Regions from separate parts of the Mus musculus genome. Here all the other regions are linked to region 2. The links are chromatin contacts, called in public promoter capture Hi-C maps. All regions are on one chromosome and are shown on one strand. Each heading gives the region's core, a stretch centred on a gene start, on an enhancer-like site or on the middle of the called end of the contact. The rest is flanking DNA. Distances are from core to core; before and after follow the strand shown.

Region 1 (4,364 bases), core at 1,276-3,775, 2.4 Mb after region 2:
GCCTGCCTATTTTGCATAATGAGTTCCAAGACAGCCAGGACTACAGAGTGAGACTTTGCCTCAAAAAATCAAAAGGAGGGAGAGAGAGAATAAATAACCAAAAGAAAGTGAATTTCAAAAAAGAAGGAAACCAGATCTAGTCATGAAGATCAGCAATATGTGTGTGTGTGTGTGTGTGTGTGTGTGTGTGTGTGTGTGTGTGTGTGTGTGTGTATGAATGAAGTGGGAGACGTCAGAGAAAAAAACTTAAAAACCTCCGGGGATCAGAACAAGTGTGTTTAGGATTTTGGCTGGTATACAAAGAAGGAATGAGCAGTCGAACATGGTGGCTGCTGTCTTAATGCCAGCACTGAGAGGGCAAAGGCAGGTGGACCTCTGAGTTTGAGGCCAGCCTGGTCTACAGAAAACTCTGTCCAAAAAAAGAAAGAAAGAAAAAAGAAAATGAGAGAGAGACAGAGAGACAGAGAGAGGAAGAACAAGAAGGAAAAGAAAGAAGAAAAAATCAGGCAGGCTTAGCAATGAAGTTCTGTAAGCGACCTCATTGAAAGAGGGCTTCTGAGACAGAAAAGTACGTTCTCTCTCTCCTGCAGGGATAATTATTCCTCCCATTGCCTTAACAAACCCCCAGGTAAACCAGCTTTCCTGAGGGGTGGTCTCCTGCCAGGTCCCCGACAGACTCAATTGCATTACCTTTGTGGGTAGGCAACCACAGCAGATAATGCTCTCTAAGCCTGGAGGCAGATAAGAACGTCACATGGGGGGGGGGGTCCTGGAACACCCAGTTTTTCATGTAGTATTTTTTTAAAAGTATTTTACATATTTTTAAAAAATACGACATATTTCAGTCATATTTTTTTCTCCTCCCTCGACTCCTCCCAGATCCTCTCCTGTGTTTTAAATATGGAGGGCAACTGTGAGGCTTCCTCTTCTAACAGGAAGTGGGGTTCAAAGGAAGACATTTATCTTCAAGGGCCTCCAAGGCTGCTAATCTCTTTCTACACACTTCAGCGCCATGACATCTGTCTCTGAGAATCACTGTCCAACCCTGGGCTCCCAAAGCAGTTTCACTCTCGGTTTTTGGATATCATTTTTGTTCTTCTAAAGGTTTGCTGTTTAATCTCCATGTGTATCTGGTCTTGTACTGCTCTGCTTGTCTCTTTTTCTTGGAGCTTTTAATTCCCCACTGAGTCTATCTGGATGTCTGTCTGTCTGTCTATCTGCCCGATTTATCTCCATGGTTTCTCCTTACGTGCACTGTTATTCTAATTTTTCTTGGAGCTTTTAATTCCCCACTGCACTGTTATTCTAATTTTTTTATAATTTGTTACGTGCACTGTTATTCTAATTTTTTTAAAGTATCTTTTTAATTAAAGATTTGGGTGGGCCCCAGGGCCACCCTCTATTCTAAACCTGCCTTTGTGTAGAGACTCAAGTCAGTGCAGCCAACCTCCCAATGAAAACACAAATACAATATATCGTGCCTAGTAGATTGAGGCAGGAGGATTGTTGCAATTTCAAGGTCCAACGTGGGCTACATAGAGTTCCAAACTCTCCCCTGTGTTATATAGTGAGACTCTGAGAGGTTGGGGGCTGTAGCTCATTGGGTAGGATGCTTACCCAGTGTGACATGAAGCCCTGGAAGCCATCTCCAGCAGAGCATAAGCAAGCATGTTAGACTATGCCTGTACTGTCAACACTCAGGAGTTCACAGTCATTCTCAGCTACACAAGAAGTTCAAGGCCAGTTTAGGATACATGAGACCCTCACTCTGGAAAAACAAAACACAAAAACCCTTACAAGTCCTCAGCCAGAGTCTTGGAGAGCAGTGTACATTTCTTCAGTGTCCGTGGAATGACGAAGGAAAGGTTGTACCATGGATCCATCATACATAAAATTTACTCCCATCTGAATGGGCTCTTGCTCTCTCTCTCTCCCTCTCTCTATTCTCCCTCTCCCTCCCCCCACACCCCATCTCTCTCTCCTTCTCTCCCTGAAATTCTTCTGAATTTTGCTGTTGTTTTGAAACAGATGAAGGACAGTCCTCTGGTACACTTACCATACTGCAAAGAAGTTGAACTTAGGGCCTCCTGCCTTCTTGGCCAGTAACCTATTGATAGAGCTTTATCCTCAACGCTTGCAGGCCCTGTTCTCATGTGTACTGCATACAGGATAGGTTTGCCACTCATCAAGGTCTCTGGGCCTGTGAAATTGGGACATTGAGGGGCAGGGTCGATTTATTGGGTACTGACTTATAAGGCTGTCAAGTCCTTCAGACCCTCCCAGGAGGATGGCTCTTCCCCTAACAAGGACAGCTCGCTCTCTCTCTCTCTCTCCCCTCAAGTCGTAAAGATCACCCCTTAGTCTACTGGGTCCCCTCCACCCAATGTGCGCCTCTCCAGCCCAGCCTGGCAGTGGAAGGGGAGTGAAGCCGGAGAAGAATCTGTGGAAATTCGAGGCTTTCATCTCTTAAACAAATAGCGCATTCCTCTGGGTTGCCGCTGCTGCTGGAATTAAACAATGATGTGTTCAGGGAGGCTCCAAGGCGTTACCTTAGCAACGCCCAGGCTGTTTTCATGCAAGATCCAGTTAAAGAGGAAGGAGAACAAAAAATAATCAAGGGACAGCCCTGGCTGGGGTCCAGGGACGAGGGTCTTTGGCTGAGTATTCGTGTTTTGTGTTCTGCTGGGTTTGTGGCCCTTCTTCTGCTAAGCTTCCTCTAGCTCTCCTGGTGTGTGCACGCCTGCGAGGCTGGCTCCCTGGAATACTAACACAGGCTCAGAAAGGAGACGGACAGACGTTACAGGTGGTCCGGCCTAAGCAGAGGTGACTTAGAAAGTCTAAAGGTCACAAGCCGAAGAGGACAAAAGAAGGTGCCTGCAGTCTTCTCCAAAGAGACTGATGGGCCTGTGACGGAGACCCAGACACACAGGCCCCTGCTGCCCACAGCATGGCCCATGGCACAAAAGGATCAGTGGCTCTCGGGAGCACCAGAGCCGTGCTGTATGCCCCAGCACCCTGGGTGGTTCATTTTTGCTTGTAATTCAGAGGCTTGGATAACTGATGGTGTCGTTCACACCTGTAGTCAAAGTGCTTGGGAGACTGAGGGTCCCGGCTTGTTACAAATCCAAGTCAGCATGGGCTACAGAATGGGACCTTGAAAAACAAAACGTGGTGGTAGTGTTGGGTTTTCTACGTCTTTCCTTGGTCATGGTGTCTGTTCTCAGCCGTAAACCCCTAACTAAGACGTGTAGTGAGATCTAGGTCCCCCAGAGCTACACAGTGAGACCTTATCTACAACAAAACTACAACACATAAAAATAATTTTCTTTTCTTTCTTTCTTTCTTTCTTTCTTTCTTTCTTTCTTTCTTTCTTTCCTTCCTTGTTTCTTTCTTTCTTTCTTTCCTTTCTTTCTTTCCTTTCTTTCTTTCTTTCCTTTCTTTCTTTCCTTTCTTCCTTTCTTTCTTTCTTCCTTCCTTTCTTTCTTTCTTTCTTTCTTTCCTTTCTTTCTTTCCTTTCTTTCTTCCTTTCCTTTCCTTTCTTTCTTTCTTTCTTTCTTTCTTTCTTTCTTTCTTTCTTTTCTTTCTCTCCTATAGAACCCTCTCAGGTTCAGCCCTAGTACTTGTTAGGGAAACAGCCTCAAACTCAGAAACCTGCCTGCCAAAAAAAAAAAAAGAAGAAGAAAGAAAGAAAAAAAGAAAAACAAAACGCTAGGAGTCAGTGCCTGTTCTCTCTCCCCTTCCACCACAGGATCCCGGGACAGAGCTGAGCTCAGGTTGTGGGCTTGGCAGCCAGTGCCTTTAACCTTGACCCTTCTCTTTGGCATGAAGTTTGTTTCTTTTTCTTTATGTGTTTGGTGGGGGGAGTGGGATTTTTGTTCTTTGTTTGTTTGGTTGGTTGGTTAGGGTTGTTGTTTTTTTGGTTTTTATTTTTTGTTTTCTGAGACAGGGTTTCTCTTTGTAGCCCTGGCTGTCCTGGAACTCACTTTGTAGACCTCAAACTTACAGAAATCCACCCACTTCCCCAGTACTGGGATTAATGGAGCTACCATATAGTTTCTAAGAATTGAACCTGGGTCCTCTGCAAGAGCAGTAAGTGCTCTTAAGCTTTGAGCTATCTCTCCAACCTCCTTTCAAATGTTATTTTTTATTTTGTATGTCTGAGTGTTTTACCCACGTGTATGTATAGTGATATGAGTGCATGTCCACCACTTGTGTACCCAAGGGAACTGGAAGAGGGTATCTGTTGAGGTTTGGTCTTTTGCTGTCTATTGTAATGCAGAATGTGGGTCCCCAATATGAAAGAGTCTGCATATACACCTTGGCCCCAAGTTATCACTGACTGGTAAATAAAGATGCCAACAGCT
Region 2 (4,681 bases), core at 2,151-4,650:
CTCTGAGATCCCTCCTCCCTGATTTTCAGTCATATGATTCTTAAACCCAATTCCTTAATATATAGTAACGTCTGTCTCTGATTCCCTTTGCCATGACCCAGTATCCCCCACTGTCCTGTCTCACAGTGACAATGAGGTCTCTGACACCCAATTGGTGATGGTTTCATCGTAAGTGTTTTATCTTTAACCTACTTTATGTTCCAAGCACTCCCTTAGTCCGGAATCTCCCCGCTCCCCTATAGATACTGCTAGAATACATACCACCCTATCACCTAAATTTACCTGGTCATCAGAGAACTGCTTACAGTATCAAGTGAGTGTCTGTGCACAGCCCAGAGCCTAGCCCTACCCCAGCTTCAGCTGCTTGTTCCGCTCTTACGTTTTAACTCCCAAGTGCAGCTGATCCTGTCTCTGTGTATGAAACTCCAGGTGCTGCTTGCTGTGACATACCCATGTGTCACTCTGAGAGCATGGACCCTGCATGTCTTCCGTCACATCTCAGTCACAGCGTCGTCTTCTATTTTAACTGCCATCACTTACTTATTCCATCTGTAACTTCTGAGTGCCTACTCTATCCAGCAGATGAAAACTTTACGGTAGTCTCTTACTAAATTTGGAGTCTGTAACTATCCCAGTGAATAGGCACTGTGGCTCACATTGAGTGACTGGTACTGGCAATGGGAAGTTTTCACGCACCAAATGTTGGGTCGAGACGCGGTCAAAGAGTGTTTCCTGTTTCCTATTAAGCAATTGCTTGGTAAATGTTCGTTCCATAGGGCTAAAACCACTTTAACAAGCTACAGGTAGCAATTAGAAATGTCTGAATTACTGTTTTTAGTATCAGGACTCTACTATGCTAAGTGTTTGGGATTTTTACTACACTTTCTATTTGTATGTGTATTGTGTACATGCACACATGCCACAGCACACATGTGGACGTCATAGGACCACGTTGGAGAGTCAAGTCTCTTCTTCCACTATGTGGGTCAAGGGGGTTGAACTCAGGTCATCAAGCTTGGCAGCGAATGTCTTTACATGAGAAGCTATCTCACCGGCCCGATGCTAAGCATTTTACATATAGGATAGCATTTAGTTATCCACGAGACAGAGGGGACTCTCAAGCACATTATAAGCTAAATCACTTATTCAGAATCTTGGTACTAACCAAAGGCTAGCCCACATCCCAGCCACAAGCCTTTCATCACAAAGGCTGTGCTCCAAACAGCCAGTCTCAGCCGCTTCCCTTAAAGTCATCAGGGCTTCTGCAGTCTGAAGCAGGCTGCACTGATGAATATGGCCACCACGTGATTACTTGGAATCAGGGTGAGAAACGGGAAATCAACCACTCAACAAGAACGTATACTTCACAACTTTTCAGCTCATTCCACATTTTAAAATGCAATACCGTGAAAAGTCAGTATCAGTATTTAGAATATAACTGGAGGAAATAATAAACTTTTTCTCAACATAGTCTCCAAACCAGAAAGGGGTAGCCAGTTGGATGGACCCCTTCTAACGGCTTGTTAATGGCATCCTGAAGACAGATTAATGATGGCGCTAATGAACTCATATCCAAGGAGCCTGTGCTAATTAGAATCATAAGTAATGCTGGTGGTTCATTTGTGAATTCCTCTGGGGTGGAAGATGGTGGAAACCACACAAACATTTCGAAGGAGCACAAACACAGCTACGGTTTGTCGTAGTCTCAGCTGAAGGTGGAAAATTAACCAACAAAGGGAGAATAAAATAAATGATGGCCTTTTTGGTTGTTTGTTATCATTATCTTCATCATCATCACCAGCATCACCATCATCATCATCATCATCGTTATTGTTAAGGCACGGTCTCACTGTGTGGTTCTATCAGTGTTTCTAGCTAATCAGAAACTGGGTGTGTAGACCAGGCTAACCTCTAACTCACGACAATCACCCTATCTCTGCCTCTCAGTGCCGGGTGAGAATGGCAAGAACGCCATTGCCAGCACACTGCTATAGCCAACTTCAAGCAACGTTAGAATGCAACCAGCCCAGGAAGAAAGATGTAGACTAGGAAAAACAAAAAGAGGGATGAGGGGGGAAATAGGCCAAATATTCCAAGTGCAGGAAAGGGCATTAGAGACAAGAGCCCAGGGAAAGGAGGGCAGAAGTGGAGTAACGGGAGGTCAGAGGCAGGAAGGACAAGAAAGAAGGCAAACCAGGAGCCATGTTTGACAGGGGGAGAAAGGTGGCTTGTGAAGAAGCTGAGGGAAAAGAAGGGGGAGCAGCGAAAAAAGGCAAGAAGTGAAATCAAGAAAGATGTTGGTTCTGAGTAGCTATGACAGAGAGAAAAGCCTAACTGGGTATGAGAGGGAAACAGATCAACCTACGATTTTGAAAAAGCACAATAAATAGAAGCCAATACTAGGAGTAAGGGAATGCAAGGTGGAAGGAAGCGAAGGGATGAGGAAGGACAGTCGGTGTGTGGGAATACAGTCAAGTGGGGAAGGGAAGTGGAATCAGGAGATTAGGAAAATAGTTAAGAGCGTTGGGAACGCTCCCCATAAGCCAAACTCTGCCAACTAGGGGTGAGCTGGCTCTCTCTGATCATGCTGTGGCTCCCTTCTAACCAGAAAGAGTGGGAGTGCTTAAATAGGCACACAAATACCCCGAGCAGAAGTAACATATAAAACGTATACATTATTTCGTCTTCAGCAGAGCATTGGGATTTTTTTTTAAACCACCCTGGAGGAAGGAAGAAGATGAATGGCCCGCATAATTTTGTCAATGCGTAATTTTGAAAGCATTAAACCCATACTGGTACACTGATTTTTTTCCCCCCGTTATAACAGTGTGTAATCTGACAGATAAGAAACTAGGAAAAGAAAGTAAATATTTGGAGGGTTTCACCCCCTTTCTCCAAGACAGGAGGTGAAGCACACGAGAAATGGGGGAATAAAAATAAGCAGCAAAGAAAAGCCCTTGCCCTCTGGCTAGAGTGGAGTGGGCTGAGCCCAGGGCTAGAGAAGGCAGAAGCAAGCTGCCGCTGAGGCAGCCAGGTTGAGCGGCTGGAGGATGCCTGAGACTGGGGTGCGGGTTGGGGAGGGGGGGAGGCACACCTCCAAATTCTGCATTTCGGACTCCTCTGACTCTTCAGATTCTCCGTCCTCCTGTTGCTTCTCTTCTTGCTCCGCTTCTGCCTCATGAGAGCGGTGGATGAGCTGGTGGAGGAGGTAAGAGGAGGCGCTTCTGAAAGTCCCTTTTGACTTCAGACCCAGGGGGAAAGAAGGCCAACGGCCCTGACTTTGTTTTTCTGTGAGCGACAGTATCGCCTGGGCTGCAATGCGAGAGGCGCCCAAACCCCGCCTGAAACGGGTGCCTTTCCATCTCGAGGGATTTCGCTCGAAGGCCGCCATCTTGTTTATACGCGTTGCCTAGGAGACTGACGTCATGGCCCGCGGCGCTGCAAGGAACTCTGGGGGGCTGTAGTCCAAGCTTCCGTACTTGCACATTCTGTCAAGGTCTCCATTGGCGTTCACTTTTGCAGCGTTCTGCTGCTTCTTTTATTTTCCTCTTTACGTTCAGTGGCTAGTGTTGTTCCTTTTTGCATGTACTTTTAATCCCTTTTCTCCACCCACTTTCTTTGTCTTCTTGCTGCCTGTCCTTCTTTGAGCTTGTTCACCTCACATTTGATAACATTCACACAAGCATCTCCAGTCTGGCTTCATTCACACCATCGAACTTTGGAAGCATTTGACATCCCTAATTCTGTCGGTCGGAAAGCTAGTAAAGATGAAATTTAACACTATGCACAGCGCCGTGGGAGGAGATGAGGCCGTGACATAGAAGATTGAAAAGACCTGACTCCTCTCCTTTTCCTTTCATTGTAGATAATGAAGAGAAACTACCAAAGGATTTTAAGAGCTCATTTGTAGTTAATTTACATACCTGTCCAACTCTGAGTCTGGTCCTTGGGAAGAAAAAAGCTAGCAGTGGGACCAGAGGGGCAGATTGGGGAAGGGAAGGAAGGGAAAGGGAGGAGAGAAAAGGAAAATAAATCAAACTAATTGTAGTGTATCTGAACCCCTGTGAAGAGGTTAGTATTCCATCAATAATTAGTCAAGTGACCTGCATCTGTAATTATTTTCATCCTGCTGAATAGTTTTATCAAATGTTCTTCTTGAAGGATTAGAAAAGGCATGGCATTCTGCTAGTGTGATTTTATGAAACCCAAATCCTATAGCCTTAAGCTCCACAAAATAGACATGCTATAGAAAAACAGAACGAGAACTGTAGCAACTATTATTGCCATAGCAATGACAACAGAGATCCTGACAGGGAAGTTGTCTTCATCCTCTGGCCTTACTGGGCCATTTCTCCATGCTTCAGTGACAGCCATTACAAATACAAAATGATCCTATCAATGGCTGTCAGGGGAAAAGGAGAAAAAATTCTTATGGACACCATCCATTGACTATTATCTTTCTTAGTGCTTGAGGGACCATTAAAACTGACATAAAGCTTTCAGAATTACCTTCCTTCATTATCTTGCGGCTCGTAACTGGAAAGGGCGCAATGAAAGTATCTCTCTGCTAGGTTTGCCTTGCCTGTTATTTCTTTTCCTAGTGGGTACCGATTTTGACAAGGGATTTCTCTCCAACCTCATTGCCTTAGGGTCTGGATCCACCTAACTAAGAAGACTAGAG
Region 3 (4,929 bases), core at 249-2,748, 2.5 Mb after region 2:
GACAGATGGGATGACCTGACAGAGGTAAGGAGCTTTGCCCTGTATTGTCCTAAGCCCAGTGCCTTCTGGTGAGGAGTTCCTTTGATAGTATAAGCATGCAGGAGGCAGACATATGAACAGGGCGGGTGGTAGGATAGCAGCAGCAGACCCACACAGACTGGAGTGGAGACAAACGGTCTGGACTCCCGTTTTCTGTCACTTAAGTTCTGTGTCTTGGCCAGGCCGGAGTCAGTGACATGAAGCTGGGGAAGGAAGGGCCTCCAGAGGTCAATGAGGACCGCTTCAGCCTGCCGCTCATCATCACCATCGTCTGCATGGCATCCTTCCTGCTCCTTGTTGCTGCCCTCTACGGCTGCTGTCACCAGCGGATCTCCCAGAGGAAGGACCAGGTGAGTGTTTTCTTACTCTAGGTAGCCCAGTTACCCAATGTGTCTCTCACTCGGTCCCTCCACAGGAGTGGGCCTGGAGCCTTCGAACAGGTTCTTGTCCCCGCTGTCAAGCTAGCTTGTCTCTAACGCTGGAGACTCAAATGTGGAAGCAAGAGCAGAAACACTAGGGTTAAGCCGTGTCTGTAAGTCAATGTCTGTAAGTCAATCATAAGTCTACAGCCTTGTCGTCTGCATAGTGGGGATGGTCCCTTGCAGACCTGTTCTGGAGACTTAGGGGATATGATCCCTAAATATATTATATATCATATATGGCCTTGGGCAAGTGCTGCTCTAAAAAAGCTTCTTTCACCCAACCAACTAGAACCACATCTTCTCTGGTGTAGTGGTGGCGTACATTTGTAATGGCAGCACTTGGGAAGCTGATGCCGGGGGATTGCAAGTTGGAGGTCAGCCTGGGCTACACAGCAGGACCCTGTCTCAACTTTACAGTGCTGTTCTGCTGTGGGTCTCCACCCTAGCTGTAAACTAATGAGAGCATTAAGACAGTTCCCACTCCTATTGACCTCGTGCATTGACCGAGGCATGAGTGATGGCAGTGTGTATCCACAGCTGGATCTCAGAGCACAGACTACTGTCTGCACATCTGTAAGGGCCACCCTATTCACCTTGACCACTGAAAAGTCCTGTCAGGCTGCTCTGAAGGAGCCTTGTTTGTTTACTTATTTATTTATGTTGTTCTTCTCTGTTATTTATTATGGAATGATGTAGAAAAACAGAGGTTTTTATGGAGAGGGATGGAGAAGAGAAAAAAGATCTCAAGGACAAAATGTCTTCAGAAATCTCTCTCCATGATGTCACAGACTGCCACGGAATGAAGGTAGAAAGCAGCTGGTAATTTTAGGATATGGGGGAGTACTCATGAGATGGTCAGGCTAGTAGCCAGGGTGGTCTCTGCCCCCACAAGTGAACCACGGGAATTTAATCTGGCCAACTTGAGGTCCCTGGGTTGAATGGGGAAATGTTTCATATTAAAGCTCACAGCACTCCAAAATTGCCGTCTTCCTGTGTTATTGTCCCCATTTTAGCAACGGCTCACAGAGGAGCTGCAGACAGTGGAGAATGGTTACCATGACAACCCAACCTTGGAAGTGATGGAGACTCCTTCTGAGATGCAGGAGAAGAAGGTGGTCAACCTTAATGGGGAGCTGGGGGACAGTTGGATCGTCCCTCTGGACAACTTGACCAAGGATGACCTAGATGAGGAGGAAGACACACACCTCTGATCTGTCTGCTGGCCACCCCAACTGCACTGCAGAGCTCCAGACCACCCAAAGTGCCATTTGGACAGGGAGGGGGAAATCTTCCCACCTGAAGACAGAAAGACTGGGGAGGGAGAATGGACTCCGAAGGTTGTCTCCCTCCTCACAATCCCTACAGGGCCTTAATTTTCCTTTTCAAGTTCAACAAAGTCACATTCTGTCTAGTTCCCTCATGTAAAATAACCTACTTGTGCCTGAGCCCAGAGCAGGAAGGCAGGAGGAAGATGGAGAACGCCATGCGAGTCTCTGGAGCTCCTCCAGGAACGGCACCCTCTCATCTCATAACTGAGGCCTTAAGAGGTCAGGTGACTTGCACGGGGCCACACAGCCCTTTGGTGACAAAGGTTGTTTCCCTCAGTCTGGTGCTTAATTGCATCCAGACACACTACTGTGTTCATCTGTGCCCATTCCCCAAGGCACAAGACACTTGCAGGTGGGCAGGCTGGAAAAGAAAACCAAGCCTCTATGGTCTCAAGGACAGGTCCCCAATTTCCATCTCCTATAACATGGCCTCGGCTAGCTTGTTGTATCCCACCTCTCATGAGTTAGTCTTTAGTCCCATTATTTCCCAGGGCATGGCTTTGAACTTCTTGTTCTACATTCTGATTTCCTTGCCTTTCTTAGTGGGATTGGGACTAAACTCACAGGCCTCACTATCTAATGGAGTCTGCCTAAGGGGTGGGTGGGCAGGCAAAGGCATCTCATGCTCTGATGGCTTCCCCAATAGCTTCCTCATGGCAGCTGATTCTGTACTGAGACTGGCCTATCATTTAAGACACTCCCTAGAAGACACTTCTCAAAAATCTCCTCTGGCCGTCTGCTTCTGCTCCTTTTTTGTTGTTCACTGCTCAGCTGAGTGGGTGACTCCTCAAAACCTAGTGTCACATAGCAGTTGTCTAGGAACAGATATGTCCTGGGGTCCCAACTGGTCCCTGATTGGCAAATGTGTCTCAGTAGACAATCGATCTAACCTACCAGGCATTATTATTATTCCACAGGAAGCTCAGGGACTTTTCAAGTTGCTGAGAGCTTGGGTTGGTGTGCTGTGGTGTGTTGTGTGTGTGTGCGCCAGCTCCTTACTGCCAAAGGCCAAAGCTCAGATCGTGGAGACTGTGAGCTAATTCCATCGGTTTGCACCCTCCTTTGCCACATGGAGAAAGGCCCAGATTGTGCAGTTTTAAGATACCTTGGCCTACTCTCCCAGCACGGAGCCAGGCTTTTGTGTCTGGTGTGCTTTGTGGCATTCCAGCTGTCCCATTTCTGATGGCCTCTCAGGGAACATAAAACCATGCCTAGTACCTAGCACAGGATTTGTCCAGGCTCAGCGGTGTCAGGCAGCCATGTCCAAGGTTGCGAGGGCCCAGCATAGTGATGATGGGTTTCCTGAGAAAGGGGAAGGGGCCCTGTGTGGAGCTTTGAATTAGGCCCATGGTTTGTATTCTTGTGGTATAAGTTCCCAGGACTGTCTGGTTTGGAGCAGCTTATTTGAAAGGGGAGCTAGGGGGGCAGACAGGTGTCCTCTGCCTGAGTCCATCTTTACCACTGTCTCTCTGAGATACAGACTAGAGAGAAAGAAAAGGCTGACAGAAGTCAGGGAAGGCTCCTAGTGAGTTTCACAGGAGCTTGAAAAAAAGGCTAAGAAGAACTCAACAAGCCCCTTGGCATGCTTCTCTAAGGTTTGCAGGGGAGTGTGGGGAACAGTGCCAACTGGGGGGGGGGGGGGAATTAGGTCTGTTTGATCCCTGCATTAGGTTCTGCCACCCAGTGGGTTCATTCTGTCATGGTCCGAGAGGCAGACAGGATTTCTTCTTCTCAATGGGGCAAGGCCATTTGACAGACCGCAAATGCTTTTTCTGCAAACTGGTCACAGATTTCAACCCTACAGTCTGTCAGCTATGATTGTAATATTAGACAACAGATAGTGTGTCTGGGCTGGAGGAACAGCCATGGCTCTGACCAGACTGGCCCAGTGTTCCTTCTTGTGCACTCAAATTGTGTAGCCTTTTATTACCTGGCCTTCACTTGCTCTTACGGCTGGGACATCTGTTCAGCAAGACATGCTGCTAGCATCTATAAAAGTCATCTTCCTGTGGTTATGACCGGGTTTTTAGAGCTGTTAACTCAGAATCTCAGGCCCAGTCAGAGAAAAGGGAGAGGAAGGGAACTTTAGAGCCAGCTGTACCAAAGAGAAACCAGAGCTCTTCATTTCAGTGGCAAATGGTTCTCCCCTAGCTGCAAACCCCAAGGGCCCGATGGCTGTGCCTGAGCACACCCAGCAGCTCTTGTGCTCCCACGTGCATGTCAAGAGAGGCAGGTGAGCATGGGGCACTGAGCAGTCTGCCCGGCAGAAAAGGACCCAGACTCATCTAGGACACTCACTTCTATCTTCCCTGATAGAGTGAGCCAGCCCACTCTATCAGTGTTTGAGTTCTATTGGTCTTTGCCTATTTTTTGGACAATACACTGGTGAAACTTTGGAGAGTAAGTTGAAGTTGACAAGATCTATGCATATTTTTGACAATGTAAATACAAGAGCCACATGTTTATTTACCTTGTACTACTTTCAGAGAGTAAACTTGGGGTAAAGATTTGATAGCTATGAGAGATAGCTAAGCCTCCCTCCCCACTTCTGAACAAGAATGTAAATGTCTATTTAGTAGAGATGACTTTTTTAAAAATGAAGAAAGTAACAAGACAGGCTGGTAACAAACGTATTTGCCTTGGAGATAGTGGATTTACACCTCCCCTGCCAAGTCGCAGTCCTACTGCAGTTCAGGCTGGAGTTGAGAATGGTCTGTGATGGTCACGGGGAAAGGTTTGGAGATACAGTCTAGTCTCCCTACAGGAAATCACATCTGAAGACACAAAGAGTCTCCCCAGGGACAGGGACAAGAGGAAAACACGCATCCCACACTGCCCACCCTGTGCTGCGTGTTTCTCAAGAACAGGGAATTAAGGACTGCAACTTCTAGGTACAAGGTTATAGGAGACCGCCAGCCTTCCTCACGATGACCCTGGAGGGGCTGGGAGAACACAAGGGACAATAGCAGCCATATTTGGGGCTCTGGAATCATGTGGTCCGAGGTGTAAATAAGCATTCTAGGGGCTTGGGTTTTTGTTTTTGTTTTCCTGTCAGGAATTAATTTTGAAAACTCCTTGAGGAATGTCCAGCAGAATGAGGCTCAAAGGGACTGCATAGATGAAGGCAGAGGGGGAGAAGC
Region 4 (4,341 bases), core at 1,532-4,031, 2.1 Mb after region 2:
TTAGAGTATAGAAATGGGAACACTACATGGCCAGGCCTCCATCTCTGGCTCAGAACCAGAGAATGTCACACAGCCATTCTAACTGTACAAAAGTTCACTGAACAGTATAGAAATGAGGTTACAGCAAGAGTTGGGGTGGCTTCCTTAAGCCAACTGTACGATATTTTTATTTGTGAGTTAATTAGAAGAAAAGATGAAGAATAAACAGAGGACAGAAATGCAATAATGCACAGAACAGGAGAGCAACCTAGGGAATGCAGGCAAAGCAAAAAGGCCACCTAGGGGGATGGTAACTCTGTGGCTGATAGCAATAGCAATTCAAAAGCAGAAGTCATGGTCACTCCATTCAAAGCCATGGTGTGAGGAATTAATACACAGTTCTCCAAAGAAAGCATGCGACAATCATCAGAGAAATGAGAATCAAATCCATGGTGAGGTTCACCTCACATCTGCCAAGAGACTGTTTTTTGAAGAACAAAGCCAACTGCTAGTGAAATGCTTAGGGTCTAGAGCCCTTAGGTTATGTCGGTGGGAAAGCTAAGGAATGCAGGGTTTAAATTCCTCAAAAACATGAGAATGTCATAGAATTCAGAAGTCTCCTGAGTATTTACCTAAAAGAATTGAAATCAAAATCTCAGACTCATTAGCAGTCCCGTGTCCACTGTGGCGTTATTCACGATAGCCAACGAGTAGAAATGAGTTGACATTCATCTATGGTTAAATGGATACAGGGGCCAGGGTGGATCCACACATCCCCATCCTATGTAGCCTTGGAAAAAGAAAGTCCTGCAATGTGTGCCTATAGCAGGCAGCATGGCAGACAATGGCACTGTGATGGATGGAAAGAGGTGGTCACAGAAAACTGATGACTATATGGGTTATAGTTCAACAGTGGTTGTCTGGGACAGGCAAGAGGGAACTGCAGAGTTACTAACCAAGGAGTAGTAAGCTTTAGTTAACCTAGATGAAGCAGCTGTGAAGCTCTAGTGCAGAGTATTGTCTCTGTGACCAACAGCACTGTGTTGCATACTTAGAAATGTTGGAAGGTGATTCTCATATGAAGTGTTCTTACCACAGAAAACAGGAAGTTTTTAAACCACACTGTTATTGCAAGCTGGGAGAGAAGAGAGGGAGACAATAGATAGAACACTGTGTCTGTGACATATGCACGTACATTACATGTGTGCAGGTGCAGGAGTACACATCTTCATGTATGTCTGTGCATGTGGAGGCCAGAGTCTGATGGCAGGTATCTTCTTCAGTCTCTCTCCACCTTACATTTTGAGACAGGGTCTCCCACTAAACCTAGATTGTTGACTAGGCTGACTGGCCAAGAAGCTCTAGTGATCGATCCTCACATCTCCTCCAACTCAGCTGTGGGATTACAGGCATGTGCTACCACACCCAGGTCTTCAAGTGGGTGGCAGAGAGATAAACTCGGGTCTCCTTGTGCTTATCATTTTACTAACTGTGCTATATCCCCAGCCACAAGTACAAATAGAATTTGAAAAAAACTACTGCAGCTTCCCTGTCACCCAAACCTCTGTCCTTTTGAACAGCTCACACTGCACTGTTGGTTAGACAATCTAAAAATCACTTTGGACAAGTCATTTGAGACAGATGCTCTGTCTGTCTATCTATCTATCTATCTATCTATCTATCTATCTATCTATCTATCTATCTATCATTGTGATTCAGAACCTGAGAAAAACTTCAACACAAGACTTCTGAAAGGGTTGGGAGAGATGGGGGCTGATGGAAGTGTTAAAAAGTGGATCCTTGGGAGATGATCAAATGTAAATTAAGATAGAGAAACAGAAATTAATTCCCATTTTCAAAGGGCTTGTCATCAATGTATTGGATAGCATTCTGAGAATTTGTGTTAAGGATGTGAAGACTCAGAATCTGCTTCTGGGCAGGGAAATGGATTTGCACTTAAGTTCTACAGATGAGTGTTAAAAACTCCCTAGATTGTGAAGGTTGGAGGAAACAGAGGAGAGGGGATTACAGTAGACTGAAATCTCTTTGTCCGGAGGTATTTCAGAAAGGAGTCCTACCTAGACACATCAGGATTAATTCTGCCTTCAGTTAACACTCTCCCTTCTTACTGAGTCCCCAAGGCTGGGTGATAGACTGTCCTCTTGGCCACATGGGGTCTCTTTGTAGGAGCCATGACCACTGAGACAGCTACAGGCAAGTGCCAGACAAGAGCTTCCTCTGCAGGGCTGGGAGTTCCATCCAGCCTGTAGACTGTCTCCAAGATTTCCCTTCTCCCCAAAAGACCGCCTCCATGGCAGCCATATGGTGCCTACTGCTGCCAGCCACCCCCGGGCACACGCAGTTCCTACAGTAGAGAAGGAGAATCGGTTACCTGCAGGGATGCCTCCTCCACTGTGTAAGGTGGAGGCACAGGGGAGAGTAATTGATGCTTAGTTTTGCTTTTAAGCAACTGGCAGACATAAAGAATACAAAGACAGGGTAGATTGGAAGCAGTCAAGTTTCGGGAAGAGTTCCTACACGATCACTCTCCACGGGGCTGCTCTCTTCCCATATGTCTCCTGATACCCAAAGGGAGCACTCTCTCCTCATGACTGAAAAGCCAAACAAACCTGCCACTTGCGTTCCCATCACCCGGTCACTTGGGCACAGAGTGGCAGTAGGTGGCAACTGAATTAATGTGGCTCTAAAGTAATTTGAAAACGCCAAGAGTAGCAAATGATCACATGAAAATGCAAATCGTTGCTTATCTGGACTGCCCCGCAGATGCTGTGATTCATCATTGACTGTTCAGCTGGATTTCCAAGTGAGATCTCAGTAAGCGGGTGGAAAGGGAGGGCTGGCCACCTTCTGCCTGCAGAGATTTATAGCTCCTTTTATCCAGATGTAAAGCACCCGGAGTTGGAAGGAAATATTAAATGTATAAAATCTCAATCTATCATGTAGTCCTATTCGAGGAGGATCAAAGGGCACACAAGCCTGCACTTACACCCCCCCAGACGCCCCTCCCTCCACACATGCATACAGGTTTTGTGCAATCCAGCCATTATTTTGCTTCTTACCTGAGTTGAGGCAAATTCTTCTACCCAATTGTCAACTCACCCTTCAAACTACCCATCCATCTATCATGCACTCATTCAGTCATCCACCCACCTGTCCATTCATCTTTCATTTGCCTATCTATCCATCTGCCCATTCAACCACCCATTCATTTATTCATCTATTTATCCATCCATTCATTCACCTACACATCTACCACTTTCATATATATACACACACACACACACACACACACACACACACACACACACACACATCTATTCATCAACCACCCACTCGTTCAACCACTCACTCATCCAACCACACATTTTTCTGTCCAGCCACCAACATGTCCATACTTCTACCCATAAGCCCATCCATCCATTCATCCATCTGTTTATCCACCCATCTATCTACCTACTTATCCATCCATCTGTCCATTTATCCATCCATCCATCCATCCATCCATCCATCCATCCACCCACCCACCCATCTACCCATACATCCAGAATTTCTTTCACACATTTGATTATTTTAAAAAAATATATTTGTTAATGAATCCACCAAGGGTTCCCTGCTGGCCATAAGCCCAGTGCCTGATTTAGAAAGGGACCCACATGCTCCCATGGATGCCTATAATTGTGGCTATATAAACATCACAAATTAGACTCAGTGGGTTATAAACAGACAAAAATAACATGAAATTAGGAGGAGTGGATGATAAAGCCAGAACAGGGTGTGACAAGGTAAATATGATAAAAATACATTTCACATAGATATGAAATTCTCCCAAAATTTGGTAAAACATTTGTATTAAAATTGGGGTATCTCACCATCATCAGAACCCAGCACTCCCACTTCGCCCAGTCCAGGGCACCCCAACACACCGGAAAACATAGACCTGGATTTAAAAGCATATCTCATGATGATGGTAGAGGACATCAAGAAGGACTAAATAACTCACTTAAAGAAATTCAGGAGAACACTGCTAAACAGGTAGAAAACATTAAAGAGGAAGCACAAAAATCCCTTATAGAATTGCAGGAAAACACAACCAAACAGGTGATGGAATTGAATAAAACCATCGAAGACCTAAAAAGGGAAGTAGACACAATAAAGAAAATCCAAAGTGAGGCAACTCTGGAGATAGAAACCCTAGGAAAGAAATCTGGAACCATAGATGCGAGCATCAGCAACAGAATACAAGAGATGGAAGAGAGAATATCAGGTGCAGAAGATTCCATAGAGAACATCGGCACAACAATCAAAGAAAATGGAAAATACAAAAAATCCTAACTCAAAACA
Region 5 (5,037 bases), core at 2,193-4,692, 2.1 Mb after region 2:
TATTACTGAAGGCTAAATGTTCCGTGGCTAAAAGCTGCTGTAGCAATCTTGGCATCCACTCTGTTTGAATGGGTACATTACTGTAATGTCCCATTGCTGCCGTCAGCACGCAGAGGGCTGGGCTATTTGTAACCGCTGAGACGCCTGAGCAGCAACATAAAGATCAAATGGTAGAGACTTCCTCTGCCTCAGCTGAGACAACCAGGCTCAGGGCTTTGAATTTGGCCGGCCACCTACCTCAGAAGCTGTGGCCCAGGGCTTCTGGTGTGTGGGAGCGCTACGGGGAGAGGAGGGTGGTAAGACAGGGTGGGCTAGAGAGAGAAAATAAGGGGAGAGGGCAGAGGCAAGGTGTGGACCCAGGAGCGAAGACTTCGGCATAACTCCACCCCCACGCTCCTGAACCCTGTCCTGAAGCCACCATCTGCCCCCTATCCAGCCCCCTCTGCCCCTCAGATCAGGTCGATGACTTCAAGGTGTTCAGGAGAGCAGCTGCAGGTTTCTACCCCTGCTATCACACACAGAAGAAGATGCAAAACCAGTCGCTCCCCCAAGGTCCAATGTGGGTGCAGGGAGGGCTGGGGGACTTTTAGTGTTCTGGATGGAATTTAGAAGGTGAGAGGAGATGAAAATACGGTAGGAGGGATCAATATGTCAAGATCATGTTACCACGCACTCAAGGCTACTTCTGCCTTATGTGGCGTTAAACCTCCCCGCCCCACACACCACCACCACCACCACCACCCCACCCCGCCAAGTCGTTATGTGGTCTGGTTGTTCCTGTCCGTGGGTCCCCATCCACACCCTGGGAGTTCATATGAGCTTTGATCATGTTGATTTAAAGGGGCTTGTTTTCTTGGCCTCCTCTGTCCCCTCTGGCTCTTACCCCCTCTCTGCTTCCTCTTCCTCGGGGTTCCCTGGGGGGGGGGACTTGATGGAGACACCCCATGTAGGGATGAGTGCCTCTGATCTTCTCTATACACTGCCAGCTGACACCCTTATGGCTGTGTGGTGGTGTGTGATACCTCCCCTCCCCCGTTTACACACAGTCTCCTCTAGCCAGGCTGTGCCTTTCAGCCTAGGTGTGCTGGTGGCCACTTCACTTCTGTCCCTCCCGTGTCCTATCACATCACCAGGATTCTTCCCAACCCATACTCATCGAATTTACTTATTTGTGTGTGTGCACACACACATACACACACTTTTGTGCATGCACAAGTCCATGCACAACTGTACCCTGGTGCTTGTGTGGAGGCCAGAGAACAACTTAGAAAAATCATTTCTCTCTTTTGACCCATATGGGTCTGGTATTCAAACTCGGGCAGTCAGGCTTGGCAGCATCACCTGCTGAGCCACTTCACCAGTCCCTCATTCTTATATAATTATGGCAATTTATATACAGTGTAATGGTAATTACCTTAGCCAAGCCACTCTTGTGCAATATGGCAGCACTAAGTACAACTCTGGTGGTACACAAGCGCCATCACTATCTATACCCAAAGATTTCCGTCATCTATAACACAGCTAAACACTGCAAACTGTCAGTCCCCATTCCCTCTTCTGCGCTCCCCCATCATCCAAACTCTGCATCCTCCCTCTGTGGGTTTGACTTCCCTAGGACCCTCACCTGGGTAAACTCCGAGTCAATTCACCATCTCATGCCTGACTCATTTCACCTAGTGCAATGCTTCCAAGATCCATCCATGTTGTACCACATATCACTTTGCCGTACCAAATTTTCACTGATAGTCACATAGCCAATTAAGATCCCACTGTAAACCACACTTCTCCATTCATGCACCAGTGAGCGCCTAGATGATTCCAGGCTTCTAGCTATGGTGAATAATGAATGCTGCCGTAGACACAGGTGTAGGAGAAATTCCGTTCGAGTCTCTGCTTTCAGGTTTTCTGACTGTAAACTTAGGAATGGAAGCACTGGGCAGGTGCTATCTCCGCGTGTGTTTCTGAGGAGCTGCCAAAGTGTTTCCCAATGACGTCACACCATTTACACTGTCACCAGCCATGTGGGGCTCCAGTTTCCTCACGTCGGGACCAACACTTGCTAATTTCCTTTTATTTTTATTATTATAATTATGATGATGATGATTATGGTTATTCTTATAGATATGAATTTGATGATATAGGAGGAAGAGCTTGCAGGCTCCGCCTCTCTGTGATGATCTTGGAGGAGGAGCTTGCAGTCCCCGCCTTGGAGAAGGAGCTTGCAGTCCCCGCCAAGGAGCTTGCAGTCCCCCCCTCTCTGGAAATTTCATTCTAAGCTTGACTCCTCTCGACACAGAGGGCCCTTATTTGGATTGTCCTGACTTTTCAGCCCATTGAGTATAACCTATGTACTTTGAAGATTGACAGCTCCTGGAGGAGAGGAATTGTCTACCCATGGTTCTGAGTCCCATGGTCTCGTTCCCACTTAGCATGGGGAGAGGAGGGGAACCCTCAGGCAGCTAGCCCCACCTCATGAACCAAAGCAGACAATTGATCACTACCATCTACTTTGAACTGCACATTTCATTCCTCAGTCTAGCTGTCCCAGCCCTTCCTGTTGAAAGGACCTGGAAAACCGAATGACTTGAGGATAGCTTTTTGATACTTGGGAGTAAATAAATAAATAAATAGGATTGTTTGTTTACATTTAAGAACCCCAGAGCCCAGAGGTGATTAGAGGGGATACTGAAAGAATGAATTTAATCACAGAATCAAATCTCCAGAGAGGCGGGGCCTACAAGCTCCTCCTCATCCCCTCCTTTATGCTCCTCTGTGGACCTCAGCTGCAGAGTTGCTGCTGCCACACTCCCTGACATGTAACCACCATCAGCCTCTGCCCGCTGAAGGGCGTGGCTTCCCCTGGGGCGCCTGCGGAATTCAGGAATACTTGGTTACCTCATACAATCCAGCTAAAGTCACAAGCAAAGTTCTCAGCTGTTACCAAAACACCTAAAGCCCTAGCATTGCTAAGGGCACACGCTGCTGGGCCCTTAGGGGAGTTCAGGCTACTCCGAGAGAAAGCAATGGCGTGGGGGCAATGGCGGCTATGGTACCTGTGCGGTCATAGGAACAGCAGAAGGGCCCAGAAGCCCACTGACCAGAAATAGGCAGAGGCTAGAGAGTGGGTGCACACTCGGGGCTGCGGGGGAATGAAGCAGAGAGATCAACAGTAAATTCAACTGCGATAGGGCTGCCCCTACAATCGCCTCCTGGCTCCTTCTCTCCCCATCTCTCTCCCAGTCACTATCAAAGCAAAATTTATGAGGGGCTCCAGGCATTGGATATTCCTTGTATTTCAATCTAACTCTTTGCAATCTCAAGTGAACAGCTTGGCTGTCTCTGCCTGTCAGGGAATTTAAATTGCAGATGGGGTAGTGAACAGGCTGCCCTGCGCAGGAGCAGCCCCTCTGGTGAGCACCATCATCGCTTAGCAACGAGAAGTTTATGAGGCAGTGGAAAGTTCCACTCTGGAAAGTGCCCTTGACCCAGAGCATCTCCCAGGAAATGAGAGGAAGCTTCCCAGAGAAAGGCCCAGACAGATAGGAGGTCAGTTTGTGTCACAGCTGGGGTCAGGGAGCACAGCCGGGGGCGGAATCAGCTTCATTCTGCACAGCCATTGTGGAATGTGTCTTCTGTGACACGCAGTGTCTTCACCAGACTCCATGTCATCTTTGACATTCCATTGTTTCAGAGATTGTTTTCTAGCTAAACACGAAGTCTCTTCTCTGAGTCTCCTCCTACCTCACACGCCATCAACCAGTAAATATAGTAGTGAACAACACACACACACACACACACACACACAAACACACACAAATTGTCAACAAATACAAATAGCCAGTGCAAAAGAGAACCAGCCCACTGAATCTGCTCCTAGTTAGAGCTCAGTTCTCCATAGCATGTATATAATTATGAGGTCAGTCAAGCATCACCACACTTAACATTTTATTCTGGAAGTCACAATTGCCCCAAAGTACTCAAGCACATCGCCAAGGCATATCCTTCTGCTCAGATAATTGTCTTTGGGAATAAGAATGTGGGAAGCAGTAACCCTATGTGAATGGCTAGCAAATACTACAGATACTGATATTCCGTTGACTTTGGGTCATTGTATAACCCACATGCTCAACACAGGGAAAATCATCAGACACACCAAGCTCCAGCCTGAGTTTGGAAGACAATCAACGTATTTCTAGGTATTTGGTGTGGGTGAATTATATCTTCCCCTATAAAAAATATCTTGGAGTCCACCTGCATACTATAGAAGTGTTCTCATTTAGTAATAGGGTCTCTGTAGACAGAATTGATTTAGATAAAACTGTCTTTAGGATGAAGTAGGATGCCCAGTACGACTGATGCCCTTAGGAAAGGCAGAGCCACCATAAAATGGTGCAAAGATGCAAGAACACACACAATGATGGAGGCAGAGATGGGAAAACACGACAACAAGTAAAGGAAAGCAAGAATACAGAGGGTGGAAGAGGCGGCAATCTCTCTTGTAGGTCTTTGGAGGTACAATAGCCCTATGGACACTTTGGTCTTGACCTTCCAGTCTTCAGAAATGTGGGGCAATGCATTTCTAATGGTTTAAGTGGCCCCATTTGCATTCCTAGGAAATTAATCCAAAAGCTGGCATTCAGCTCAGCTGGTAAAGTAATCACCTAGTATGTATCTAAATATCACCTCTGGGGGGTAAATCTGAGAGCATCATAAACTGCAACATCAGCATTGGGGTAGGAGGATCAGGAGTTCAGGGTTAACTGCATAGCAAATTCCAAGCAGCCCGGCCTACAAGAGATCTTGTCTCAAAAGAGAAAGGGGGGGGGGGTGTAAAGTAACTAATCCAGATCCTCTGTCATTTTTCTGTTGAAGGGACCAGGATGATCCTATGTGGGCACAGCAGCACCTCGGGATGTAATAAAAATGGTCTGCATGAATGAAACCCTAGAAGAATGAAGACCAAAGTGTGGACACTGTGCCCCTTCTTAGAATTGGGAACAAAACACCCATGGAAGGAGTTACAGAGACAAAGTTTGG
Region 6 (4,847 bases), core at 230-2,729, 2.1 Mb after region 2:
TGATTCTTTATCTGACCCATGGTTTATTTTAAAATACTTTATTAACTCCTGGATACTTCAGGATTTTTCAGATATGGTTCTTTTGAAAGTTTCTAATTTAATTTGGTCATGGGCAAAATGATTTTTTATGTAAGTTTAATCTAAGATTTGTTTAGTCTTATTTTTATGTGTCAGCATATAGTCTGACTTTGTACACATCCCAGAGGCATTTAAAAGGAAGATACATTCAACATTCATTGGGTAAAATGCCTAATAAATATTAATAAGGTAAAGTTTGGTAATAGGACTCAGGACTTCTACAGATTTTTGTCTAATTGTTCTATAAATGTCTACGTCAGACTGACAGGAGTCTCTGGCTGTAGCTTTGAGACTTTCTATTGTCCCTTTCAGACTTATCCTTTTTATTTGTGTATTTCAAAGCTGTATGCCTAGGTGTATACTCACTAAGAACTTTTTATGTCCTCTTAATTCATTGATGCTTTGGGTCATTGCCTAATGACCACTGTCTGTGGTAATTTTCCCTATCCTGAAGCCCCAGTTGTCTGACATTAATAAAGGCAACTGTGTTTTGCGTTAGTGGCTCATGGCATGTCTCCCTCTCTTACTTTTTACCTGTCTTTGTCTCTACACAGACGTGAGATTGTCTGCTGGTTAATCTACTGTTAGATCCCATTTCCATTCAGCTTCTTAAAAGCAATGTGTGTTTATCGGGCATGTCTCTGAATTCATTTTTCTCATTTACATACTGGGGGCCTGAAGCAGATGACCTGTAAGCCTCTTTCTAACAGTCTATGGTCCTCCTACTATGAAGTAGCCCTGTTGTGGCCTCTGCCCATCCTCTTGTCCATACAGCCAGCATCCTCTCCTGTTGTTGTCTGTGCTGTGATTTAAGGACACCTCCAGTTGTTCTCTACAGTCTTGCATCTCAGGGGTAGTGAGCGGACTCTGTGCGGGACGGCCTTCTCATGCTCTCATATAAGCATGATTCAAGCCCATTGTCCTCCTAGGGTACTCCATATTGAAGAAACGGAGGAGGAGGGAGGAGAAGGGGGAAGAGGAGGAGGAGGAGGAGGAGGAGAATAAGGAGGAGGAGGAGGAGAAAAGGAAGAAGAAGGAAGAAGGAGAAGAAGGAGAAGAGAAGAGAAGAAGAAGAAGAGAGAAGAGAGAAGAGAGAAGGAGGAGGAGGAGGAGGAGGAAGAGGAGGAGGAAGAGGAGGAGGAGGAGGAAGAAGAAGAAGAAGAAGAAGAAGAAGAAGAAGAAGAAGAAGAAGAAGAAGAAGAAGAAGAAGAAGAAGAAAGAGACAAAGAGAGGCCCCATTTGCCAGATTCTCCCTTTCCATCAACAATTTGCCCCCACGCATGTTCCATTATCCCTAATTAACTCCAACCTGAAAAATCCTTCATTCCTCTCCCCAAATGCCACAGAGTAGAAGCATTTCCTTTCCTCACTCCATCTGTTCCTGCCTTGGCAACTGCCCACTGGATGCTGCACTAGACAATGCACAGCAGCTCAGGGCCCAGCCCAAGGAGAGGAGGAGTAAAGCCGGAGCCAGCAGAGGTTGCCAAACTGTCCATGTGTCTCTCCTCTTCAGTCTACTCTAGCCTGTGTCGACCCTGTGTTGGCACCCCTGTTCCTTGGGCCTGTGGTCTCTGCCATCTGAAATGGGGTGAGCCATTGCCAGAATCTCCTTAAACTCTGGGCTATTGATAGGACAAATAAGGTCACAGCTAAAGGACAAGAATTGGCTGGATTTAAGGTGGTCGGGGAGCACTGAGATAATTAGCTTTTCTATACTAGCAAGCTGCAGATAGACACTGAAACTTTCTTTTCCCATCTTTCAGGCTGTTAAAAGATACTGTGATCTCCAAGTTCACCCCTAGAGTTTCTTTGTGTCCTGTGAAGAAAAGAAAGCAGAGGGGGGTGCAATTGACTCCGTAGTTGCTATTTCAGTTTCCAGAGGAGCCCAGCTTGTTGATTGAAGAGATTGTTATCGTGTTTGGGGCTCCGTGAAGGTGACCTTCAAATCTTTTGCTAAACCAAAGGCTCCTTTCCTCCCTCCCCCTAAACTGAGTCTGAGAAAAACTTAGAACAGGGAGAGTTGGGGTACTTGAAGAAACCAGGCTCTCTGAGAAAGGCTGAGGAAGCAAAGGAGACAGGTGAGGAGTTTATATGCTGCTCCCCAGAGTAGGGGATAATAGACTCCTAGGATAATGATTGGAGGGGCTGCTTTAATAAGACTCTGTATGTGCACTGGACCACCCCAGGGAGCCAGTGGCTAACTGGCAGAGCTGGCTGGAGCGCTGGATTCATGTGCCTTGCATTGGTGCCTACAGATGTACTCCCTCTGCACTTCGGGACTGAGGAGGGGGACGCAACCTGCAGAACTCTAAAGATGTGGGGTTATTTGTTGGAATAGGGAAGGGAGAAAGTGGGGGTAGATCTGTGTGGACAGTGAATGTTCCAACCATAAGCCCACACACACATACACATGCGCACACACACACACACACACACACACACACACACGCGGGGGGGGGGGGACAGAGACACAGAAACAGAGAAGGAGATTTTTAAAGGGGAGAAGAGAATACACACAGAGGGACATAGACAACCTATGACCCAGACCTTCCTTCCAATAGCTTTTCTGGGGTGGGGTGGGGGTGGAAAGGGGGTGCATGTGTGCAGACACCAAAGGACAGGCTCTAGAATCATTCCTCAGGTACCCCTCGCCCTGATTTTTGCAACAAGGTTCCTCACTGACTTGGAAATTGCCAAGTAGGCTAGGCAAGCCAGCCAGCACACCCCAGGGTGAATCACCATACCCTACTTTCACCCTACTTTTCTAAATCCAGGTTCTCAGACCACAGTCTTACTATGTCTCAAAACTTTCCTGAAGGAAGGGGCCTGGATGCTGTCAGCCCCAGGACAATGAGCTAGACTGCCCTTTGTCTAATCTTCTTCTTGTCACTGTCCCTATGCCCTGAGACTCTCTCTCTTCCCTCTCCAAGTTCCTTGGGTGTCCCTCATAAAATCTCCACAAACACAAACCACAGAAGGCCTGGCTTTCTTGAGAAGTCCACTGCGAGCTAGCTGCCTTTCCTACAAGCTCCACTTTCCTGCAAAGCCATCCTCACAGGGTACCCGAGGAGAGGCTCTGTAAGAGCATCACTTCCTTACCACGAAGCAGTAAGGTACTTTCCTTCGATGCTGACTCTACCTTAAAGCCAGAAGAACCCTATTCCCCAGGATCCTCCATGGGGCCAGAGACCAGATTATAATAGTCAAGGGTTGAGTAAAGGTCACGTCTATAATGCTACCCTCTTATCCACACTCTGGAGACCCGGGTTGGCTTCTGGAAGCTGTGGGGAGGGGTGTGAGCTCAAGTTCATATGCTGATTTTGCTCAGTGGATATCAATGGCCTTCAGCAGTGATGCTTTTGGTAGCTGAGTCCTCTGCCAGCCTCTCAGTCAAATTACTGGTGTTATAGGAATCTGTTTTTAAAACTCCCTCTGCAAGTCAATAGAATGTCAATTTAGTTCTTCTTTTGTTAAGTCTGTATAATGCCTGTCCTTTTCTTTGCCTGTTAAATGAATCTCAGGGTCACCTCCCAGCCCTGCTCTCCTTCACTGTCCTCAGTAAGCCATCTGCCCTTGAGCCTTGGGGCAGTAAACTGCCTTATGTTCCCGGTTCTGTTTCCCCTCCTCCACAGTCCCCATCCTCACGAAAGAAAAGTCACCAAGTAACGGCCAGAGGGTGAAGGTCATAGCATAGCTCAGAAGGTGGAAGGATGGAAGCCTCGGTCATGAAGAGGCATCTGAACTCTTATAACCTCTTCTATGTGTCAAGATTCTTGAATTACAAAGATTGGAAACCAACTCCCTTAAAGGAGACGCTAGAGAACAGGAGCTAAGCAAAACCCTTGGGTTGTCCCAGCGGCATCAGTGTGTCCGTTGTGGTGTCATGTTGGGAAGAGCCTGGTCACTGGCAGAGGCACCCAAATGGTTTCAGTCTCCATTTCTATGCCCAAGATCTGAATCCCCAGCAGGCACCTCTAACAGTGAGGCTTGTACCATATGTTCTTCCGTTGTCTGGAAAAGGTAGAGATTCTGGTTATCTATCACCCCCAGAGTGCTCGTGGAGATCTAGGAAGCAATAAGCCTGGAAATAAACACAATAGTTGCTGAGGCTCAAGTAAGAGTAGTCGCCCAAGGGCATGTGTTAGAAACTAGCTCCCCTTTCTCCTGTCAATCAAAGATTCTTGCTGTTGCCACATAGTGACAGTCATAGAAGCCAAAAACAATACAAAGACTGCTCTTATATCCACAACTTAGTAGATCAATTTTCCACAACATAATTCTCTCTTATCTTCACTCACTCTGACCAAGGATCTCTAGAAACCTGAGCTTCAACCAGCTCAGCTCACCTCTGGGACTCAGGAATTCGCTTGCCAAAAGCAACTTTCTGTAGCTTTGACTGATAGGAAACCAAGACACTACTTGGCAAAATGAAGTTAATGAACTGGCTTTTCCATGAGTTGGCTGATAGTGTATTTCCACAGGGCTCCCACACGCAGGACCACACCTGGAACCACCTTCTGAGAAGGTCAGAGAGTTCTAAGGTCTTCTCTAGCAGACAGGAAATCACTTCAAGTTTAGGAACCACCTGCTTGATCCCAGAAGCTTCTATTGATAACATGGTTCCACCCTTCAGAACAGAGTTAGAAGATCTAGAGCGCCCCCTAAGGGCTTGTGAGCTAAAGGCTTCATCTACTAATGGAGCTGTTGGTGGAACATGTAGGAAAACTTGCTACATTGAGAGGTAAGCTCTCAGCAGTTTCTACCGCCAA

The links. Promoter capture Hi-C pulls out the DNA fragments that hold promoters and counts their contacts.
Region 1: a contact with region 2 is called in a promoter capture Hi-C map of hippocampal neurons, with 10 times the contacts expected there. The contact joins the enhancer-like site here to the promoter of Lrguk in region 2. A contact is called at or near these places in 4 of 39 promoter capture datasets (the 3T3-L1 cell line, the C10 cell line, hippocampal neurons and 1 more) and 1 of 115 datasets of contacts at active chromatin or transcription factors (embryonic stem cells).
Region 3: a promoter capture Hi-C map of hippocampal neurons shows a contact between it and region 2, with 16 times the contacts expected there. The contact joins the enhancer-like site here to the promoter of Lrguk in region 2. A contact is called at or near these places in 4 of 39 promoter capture datasets (hippocampal neurons, liver and pre-B cells).
Region 4: a contact with region 2 is called in a promoter capture Hi-C map of hippocampal neurons, with 11 times the contacts expected there. The contact joins the enhancer-like site here to the promoter of Lrguk in region 2. A contact is called at or near these places in 4 of 39 promoter capture datasets (the 3T3-L1 cell line, cranial neural crest, hippocampal neurons and 1 more).
Region 5: a contact with region 2 is called in a promoter capture Hi-C map of hippocampal neurons, with 13 times the contacts expected there. The contact joins the enhancer-like site here to the promoter of Lrguk in region 2. A contact is called at or near these places in 8 of 39 promoter capture datasets (the 3T3-L1 cell line, the C10 cell line, cranial neural crest and 3 more), 1 of 15 datasets of contacts at CTCF or cohesin (large pre-B cells), 3 of 484 Hi-C or Micro-C datasets (B cells, cerebellar granule neurons and ventricular fibroblasts), 1 of 115 datasets of contacts at active chromatin or transcription factors (embryonic forebrain) and 2 of 9 other capture datasets (adipose tissue and liver).
Region 6: a promoter capture Hi-C map of hippocampal neurons shows a contact between it and region 2, with 12 times the contacts expected there. The contact joins the enhancer-like site here to the promoter of Lrguk in region 2. A contact is called at or near these places in 4 of 39 promoter capture datasets (the 3T3-L1 cell line, hippocampal neurons, liver and 1 more) and 1 of 9 other capture datasets (liver).

What each region holds. Positions count from the first base shown.
Region 1 is chr6:31,595,127-31,599,490 of GRCm38.p6, reverse strand. No RefSeq gene overlaps it. Among named protein-coding and RNA genes, the nearest start is that of Gm31486, 7.8 kb to the left of the region's middle. Within about 2 kb of position 2,525, at least 123 of the 459 cell types and tissues checked have an H3K27ac peak or open chromatin away from gene starts, as enhancers often do. A contact at or near this core is called in hippocampal neurons, where this site is marked.
Region 2 is chr6:34,028,167-34,032,847 of GRCm38.p6, reverse strand. It overlaps Lrguk (leucine-rich repeats and guanylate kinase domain containing), which reads right to left and starts at 3,400. Exons shown (of 20, transcript NM_028886.1): 1 at 3,095-3,400. The coding sequence starts at 3,391. Gm38786 (a long non-coding RNA gene) reads left to right here and starts at 3,124. Exons shown (of 4, transcript XR_868961.1): 1 at 3,124-3,208.
Region 3 is chr6:31,519,765-31,524,693 of GRCm38.p6, reverse strand. It overlaps Podxl (podocalyxin-like), which reads left to right. Exons shown (of 8, transcript NM_013723.3): 6 at 1-24; 7 at 222-389; 8 at 1,475-4,929. The coding sequence ends at 1,672. Among named protein-coding and RNA genes, the nearest start is that of Podxl, 42 kb to the left of the region's middle. Within about 2 kb of position 1,498, at least 23 of the 459 cell types and tissues checked have an H3K27ac peak or open chromatin away from gene starts, as enhancers often do. A contact at or near this core is called in hippocampal neurons, where this site is marked.
Region 4 is chr6:31,915,926-31,920,266 of GRCm38.p6, reverse strand. No RefSeq gene overlaps it. Among named protein-coding and RNA genes, the nearest start is that of Gm31894, 100 kb to the left of the region's middle. Within about 2 kb of position 2,781, at least 15 of the 459 cell types and tissues checked have an H3K27ac peak or open chromatin away from gene starts, as enhancers often do. A contact at or near this core is called in hippocampal neurons, where this site is marked.
Region 5 is chr6:31,931,961-31,936,997 of GRCm38.p6, reverse strand. No RefSeq gene overlaps it. Among named protein-coding and RNA genes, the nearest start is that of Gm31894, 84 kb to the left of the region's middle. Within about 2 kb of position 3,442, at least 10 of the 459 cell types and tissues checked have an H3K27ac peak or open chromatin away from gene starts, as enhancers often do. A contact at or near this core is called in hippocampal neurons, where this site is marked.
Region 6 is chr6:31,895,918-31,900,764 of GRCm38.p6, reverse strand. No RefSeq gene overlaps it. Among named protein-coding and RNA genes, the nearest start is that of Gm31894, 120 kb to the left of the region's middle. Within about 2 kb of position 1,479, at least 10 of the 459 cell types and tissues checked have an H3K27ac peak or open chromatin away from gene starts, as enhancers often do. A contact at or near this core is called in hippocampal neurons, where this site is marked.